2 separate regions of the Ovis canadensis genome follow, and region 1 is linked to region 2. The links are chromatin contacts, called in public Hi-C maps. All regions are on one chromosome and are shown on one strand. The core of a region is the stretch at or near the end of the contact, and the rest is flanking DNA. Distances in the headings are between cores, read along the strand shown. Region 1 holds the start of VEGFA (vascular endothelial growth factor A). Region 2 has its middle 32 kb from the start of MRPS18A.

Region 1 (2,805 bases), core at 13-2,512, 55 kb after region 2:
TCTGGGGGCTGCTGAGGAGAATGCCCCAGTTCTGTTCAGATGATGAGCTGTGAGCCTGGACTGGGACTGATAGAAGCCTTGGCCTCCGGCCTGGTGGGAGCTCTGGGCAGCTGGCCTACTGACGTTCCTTAGTGCTGGTGAGTAGGTTTGAATCATCACTCGAGCCCTGGCCTCCAACCGCCCCCACCAGCCCCCTGGCCTCAGTTCCCTGGCAACATCTGGGGGAGGGGGGTGGAGAAGCAGAAACAAGGGCCTCTGTCTGCCCAGCTGCCTCTCCCTTTGGGCTCTGCCAGACTCCACAGTGCATACGTGGGCTCCAACAGGTCCTCTTCTCTCTGGGCCATTGACTAACCCCAGAACCACATGGCTTCTTGTTCTCAGCCCCACAAACATAGTGCCAAATACTTCCCCCCAGGGGAGCCTCCCTGAACACTTCCCAAAGGACCCCAGTCACCCCAGCCTGTTGGCTGCAGCTAACTCTGATGTCAGCCGGCCAGATGAGGCCGGGAGATGAGCACAGAGTCCGGATGGATACATCATGCCCTCTGTGCCCAGCACTGGGCTTTGTGCACGTGGGACCACTCGAGTCCCAGACGTGCCACTGTTTGAGAGGTCAGAAACGGGGGGTGGAGGGGGATGTGTCAGGGGTAATCTCCCTCAACCCTCTTCTTGAGGCCTCTTGAACTTGAGATGGGGTGTGCATCCGATAGTCACTAGGGGGCGCTCAGCCACCACAGGGAAGCTGGGTGAACTTGGGATGCAGCGTCTGCGTGAGTGAGGACGCCTGTGACTATGTGTGTTGGGGGGGGCGGGTAGTTGAGAGTGTTTGGCGGGGGGTGGAGAAGGCAGGGGTCACCCCAGGATTCCAACGGATCTGTGTGTCTCTCTTTCCACCCGTCCCTGTCCGACTCCCTCAAACCCCTGCCCCCTCCAATATTCCCAGCATAGAGAAGGGAATAGCTCTGGAGCCCTGACCGCACATAACCTCACTTTCCTGTACCCGCCCCGCAAATACCGCGCGGGCGTGTGTGTCTCCCGGCAGAGGGGGCCGATAGGTAATGTTCAGGCTGTGCGCCTTGGTGGGGATCGAGCACTCCCTTTGCTGGGGTGGGTGGGGGCCCGGGCTTCGGTCGGTGTCCCCAGGGAAGGTAGTAGCCAGAGGCACAGAGGGGACGGACCCAGGAGCTGAGGCTGGGTCTGGCCCCGCCCCGACACGCCCAGGGGGCGGGGCCTGCCTTCTTTTTAGTCTGCTCGTAGCGGTGAGGAGCGCAGAGGCTTGGGGCAGCCGGGCTGCGACGAGGCTGCGGCGTTGGGGGGCGAGTGGAGCCGGCGGCAGCGGCGCTCGGTCGGGAGACGCATCGAAGAGGCGGACGGACCGGCGGGGTCACCGGCCAGGGGTCTCCGCACTGGAATTTGATATTCATTTATCCAGGGTTTACCCTCCTCCTTTTTTTCTGAAACATTTTTTTTTAACCGTATTCTTTTCCGTTTTAATTTATTTTTGCTTCCCATTCCCCACTAAATCGGGCCGACCGTTTGGGGAGATTGCTCTTTTACTCCCCCCCAAAATCACTTCGGATTCTGGAAACGGGCAGAGAAGAAAGAGGGTAGCAAGAGCTCCAAAGAGAAGTGAAGGAGAGAGAGAGACCGGGTCAGAGAGCGCGCGCTGACGAGCGAGACACGAGAGGGACAGGGGCAAAGTGAGTGACCTGTTTTTTGGGGGTGACCGCCAGAGCGCAGCGTGAGCCCTCCCCCTCGGGATCCCGCGTCGGACCAGCAGCGCTGACGGACAGACAGACAGACACCGCCCCCTGCCCCAGCGCCCACCTCCTCCCCGGCCGGCGGCCGACGGTGGACGCGGCGGCGAGCCGCGGGCAGCAGCCGGAGCCCGCGCCCGGAGGCGGGGTGGAGGGGGTCGGGGCTCGCGACGTTGCCCTGAAACTTTTCGTCCAACTTCTGGGCTGTTCTCGTTCCGGAGGAGCCGTGGTCCGTGCCGGGGCAGCCGAGCCGAGCGGCACCGGGAGAAGTGCTCGCTCGGGCCGGGAGGAGCCGCAGTCGGAGGAGGGGGAGGAGGAAGAAGAGAAGGAAGAGGAGAAGGGGCCGCGGTGGCGACTCGGCTCTCGGAAGCCGGGCTCATGGACGGGTGAGGCGGCTGTGTGCACAGACAGTGCTCCAGCCGCGCGCGCGCCCCAGGCCCTGGCCCGGGCCTCGGCTCCGGGAGGAAGAGGAGCCCGCCTGGGCGCCGAGGAGAGCGGGCCGCCCCGCAGCCCGAGCCGGAGAGGGAGCGCGAGCCGCGCCGGCCCCGGCCGGGCCTCCGAAACCATGAACTTTTTGCTCTCTTGGGTGCATTGGAGCCTTGCCTTGCTGCTCTACCTTCACCATGCCAAGGTAAGGGCTGGGGACGTGCGTGAGAGCGCGCGCGTGGGGGACTCCGTGCCCCACGCGGGTCCTTGGGCACCGGGCTCGCGGCTTCCCCTCTATCTTCGTAGGTGTAGGGGGAGGGGGCGCGCGCTAGGTGGGAGGGCACCGGGATAGAGTCTCACCGCCCACGCGGGCCCTGCCCACCCACCGGAGTCACCGCACGTACGATCTGGGCCGACCAGCGGAGGGCGGGAGCCGGAGGAGGCGGCTGAGGGGGCTGGGCTTGCGCTGCCGCCGGCGGCTGAAGTTTGCTCCCGGCCGCTGGTTCCCGACGAACTGGAAGTCTGGGCAGCTGGGGCGGGAGCTGGAGCCCTGGCGGGCAGGGGTGGGGGTGCTCGGACCTTGGACCCGGGGAGGGCAGAGAGCGTGGAGGGGGCAGGGGGC
Region 2 (2,760 bases), core at 114-2,613:
CGACCAGCAGGAAAGGGTGGGTGTAGGGCCATCCAACTGCAGGTGCTCGGATCAGTTTCTTGGCTTGGGACTGAGCAGCTCTGAGTGTCCCAGCCAGGATGACAACAGGCAGGGCAGGCTGTGCTGTGGCCTGGGGACACGGTCCTTACGCAGCAGCACCCACAGGAGATATTAACCTGTCCTTGGCCTTTTCAAGCCCACATCTTTTAAGAGAAGAATCCAGAATTTCCTCAGCTTTTCTTCCAGGCACAGCACATGGCTTGTTGTGTGGCAGGGGTTTAATGAATGTCAGCATGTGTCCTCTCCATATCTATAGAACGATGGCGAAGAAACCATAGTTTCCAGAATTTCTGTGATGATGACATGTCGTATCTTTGCAGCGGTGCTGATTTTTAACCCCTAGGACAACTGAGTCTCAGAGATGTTCAATAACCTCCCCACGGTCACATTTACTATGGGATAGAGGGAGATTTGGGGGCAGTCTCCCTCGGCAGAAGGTCTTCAGCAAGTTTAGAAAGTGAGGAGGGCAGAACTGGGCAGAGTGGAAGGAGGGTCAGGCTCCATCTGGGCAGGGCCTGGCTTTCATAGTGGGTCCAGGCAAGGTGGGGGAGTGAGTGAACTGGATGAAGCCACAGTGAGTGAGACCAGAAAGTGGGGCAGGGTGTGGAGTCAGGGGAAGGCATCCCATGCAGTTTCCTGTGGTTCTTAGAGAGGGGGCAGGCAGTGATCTTGGGTGTAAACCAAACCAGTGAACCCTCTGGCGAGGGCAGTGCCATCGTCCCATTGCACAGCTGGGGCTGCTTAGACCTGGTGAGGGTAAGGACCTTGCTCAAAAGTCACATGGACCAACAGTGAAGGAGCCAGGATTGTGACCCAGCTCTGCTCAACCACAAAGGCTGCCCTCTGTCCGCTACACGATGTGGTTGCTGTCATGACCTCCAGGCAACAGGGGGATAGACAATATCGGATGACTTTTTGCAGATTTCTTCCAGTAGAAACATTCTCTCCGTCTCTGTCCCCGGTCTCCCTCCACACTCTCCCCTGCCTCCTCCCTCTCTCTTTCCTCCTCATTACTCAACCCCTAGTAACCCCGAGGGCAGGCAGACTGTCTGCACGGTTGAGGGAGGAGGAGACCAGCTCTTCTGGGTGACACACATGCACCCTTTGCAGCCTGCCCACCTCCCTCCCACCTCACCCACACGGTGGGGAGGCCCCCCTCCCCCACCGCCCACTCTGCAGGCATCCGTGGCTGAGGGGGTCTTTCCCAGAATTAGCCACCAAGAACAGCTGGAGCAGGGAGGGGGAGGTGCGAGAAGGGATGGAGGCTAACAGCTTCCAGATGTGCCAGGGCACGAGAGAGCCGAAGGAGCCTCCTGCAGGGGCTGGAGGCTGGGAGGAGCTGGCCTCTGTGTCCCAGACTTCAGGACTGCCAAGGCAGCTGGGCAGATCCCTACTCAAGAGCTTCATGCAAATCCATGTGAGCAGGGCAAGGAAGACTTCTGTGCTGCACCTGCAGGGAAAACCCCTGTGGCCCAGCTGCTTACTATGCCTTTAAAACTTTTTTTAATTAACATCCAACTGTTACTTTATTTTGTTTTTAGGCTGTACCATGCGGCATGCAGGATCTTAGTTCTCTGATCAGGGATCAAACCCATGGCTCCTGCACTGTGAGCTCAGAGTCTTAACCACTGAGTCACCAGCGAAATCCCTGATTATTACTTCATTTATATCACTAAGCTTAAATGACTTGGAAGAGACAAATGAGCGGTTCTATCCTATTTCGGGAAAAGTTTCCAATAAATGCTGGTTATGTGGTGACAGGTAACTAGGAATAGTGACATCTTTGGGTCGAGACTGACGATGAAGCATGGGCTCTGGTGCTATGGTTCATCTCCAGCAAGGCTCTGGAGATGACGACCAATGCCAGTCACGCAAACATGGAGCCTCTAGGGCTGGTCCCAAATTTGCATCTCTTCCCCAAAGCTAACAAATCCATATAATAACTGAGGCTTTAAAAAAAGTTTTAAAATGAAGCCCAAATAAGATTAAAACTATACTCTTGATACACTTTCCCTTCCAAAATTTACATAAGCACACTTTTTCTCTACTAATATTAATCCTGATACTATCGACCTTGGCTATACTGCCAGTGGTGGAGGCAGAGATCAGGGGCTGAATTCTAAGCACTTGGAATTGAATCCCAATTCAGCCACTTACCAGCTAGGGAACCCAAGGCACACTGCTCAGCTCTCTTGGCCATGCAATGGTTTCTGTTTCATGGAGCTATTATTAGAGTTGAATAAGTTAATCTATGCAAAACACTTGACGTGGTGCCTGGCATGTAGTACATTTTTACCATTCAGAAAACACCTACCTTGTTTCAGAAGCTGTGCCATTTTACCCTTGCAACCTGGAAATTAACTATGAGTACCCCCATTTTTATGAGCAGAAGTTGAGGATCAGAGAGGCTGAATGACCGTCCAGGGTCACATGGGTCAACATGAACCCAGACCTATTAGACCCTAAAATCCAGGCTCATTATACTGGGCCCCTCCCTGGTTTTTGTTGCTATTGTTACTATGTTTCAATTAGTAGTGAAAGGTTCCAAGACCTGTTAGGGGCTGGGTTGCATCATTTTCAATCCGGCTCACCTAAAGAGAGGACCGTGTCAGAAAAATGGGCAATAGCTCAAGGGTTCAGAGGGGCCCTGGGAGGGGAAGCCAAGGGCCCTAGAGGGGCACTAAGAACAGGAGATTTCAG

Evidence for each region. A called contact is a pair of places that touch in the nucleus more often than the background predicts.
Region 1: a Hi-C map of fibroblasts shows a contact between it and region 2, with 5 times the contacts expected there. The contact joins the promoter of VEGFA here to the enhancer-like site in region 2. A contact is called at or near these places in 2 of 2 Hi-C or Micro-C datasets (fibroblasts and lung).

The regions. Positions count from the first base shown.
Region 1 is chr20:32,345,176-32,347,980 of ARS-UI_OviCan_v2, forward strand. It overlaps VEGFA (vascular endothelial growth factor A), which reads left to right and starts at 1,263. Exons shown (of 8, transcript XM_069564604.1): 1 at 1,263-2,388. The coding sequence starts at 2,323.
Region 2 is chr20:32,290,013-32,292,772 of ARS-UI_OviCan_v2, forward strand. No RefSeq gene overlaps it. Among named protein-coding and RNA genes, the nearest start is that of MRPS18A, 32 kb to the left of the region's middle. Within about 2 kb of position 1,364, the one cell type or tissue checked has open chromatin away from gene starts, as enhancers often do. A contact at or near this core is called in fibroblasts, where this site is marked.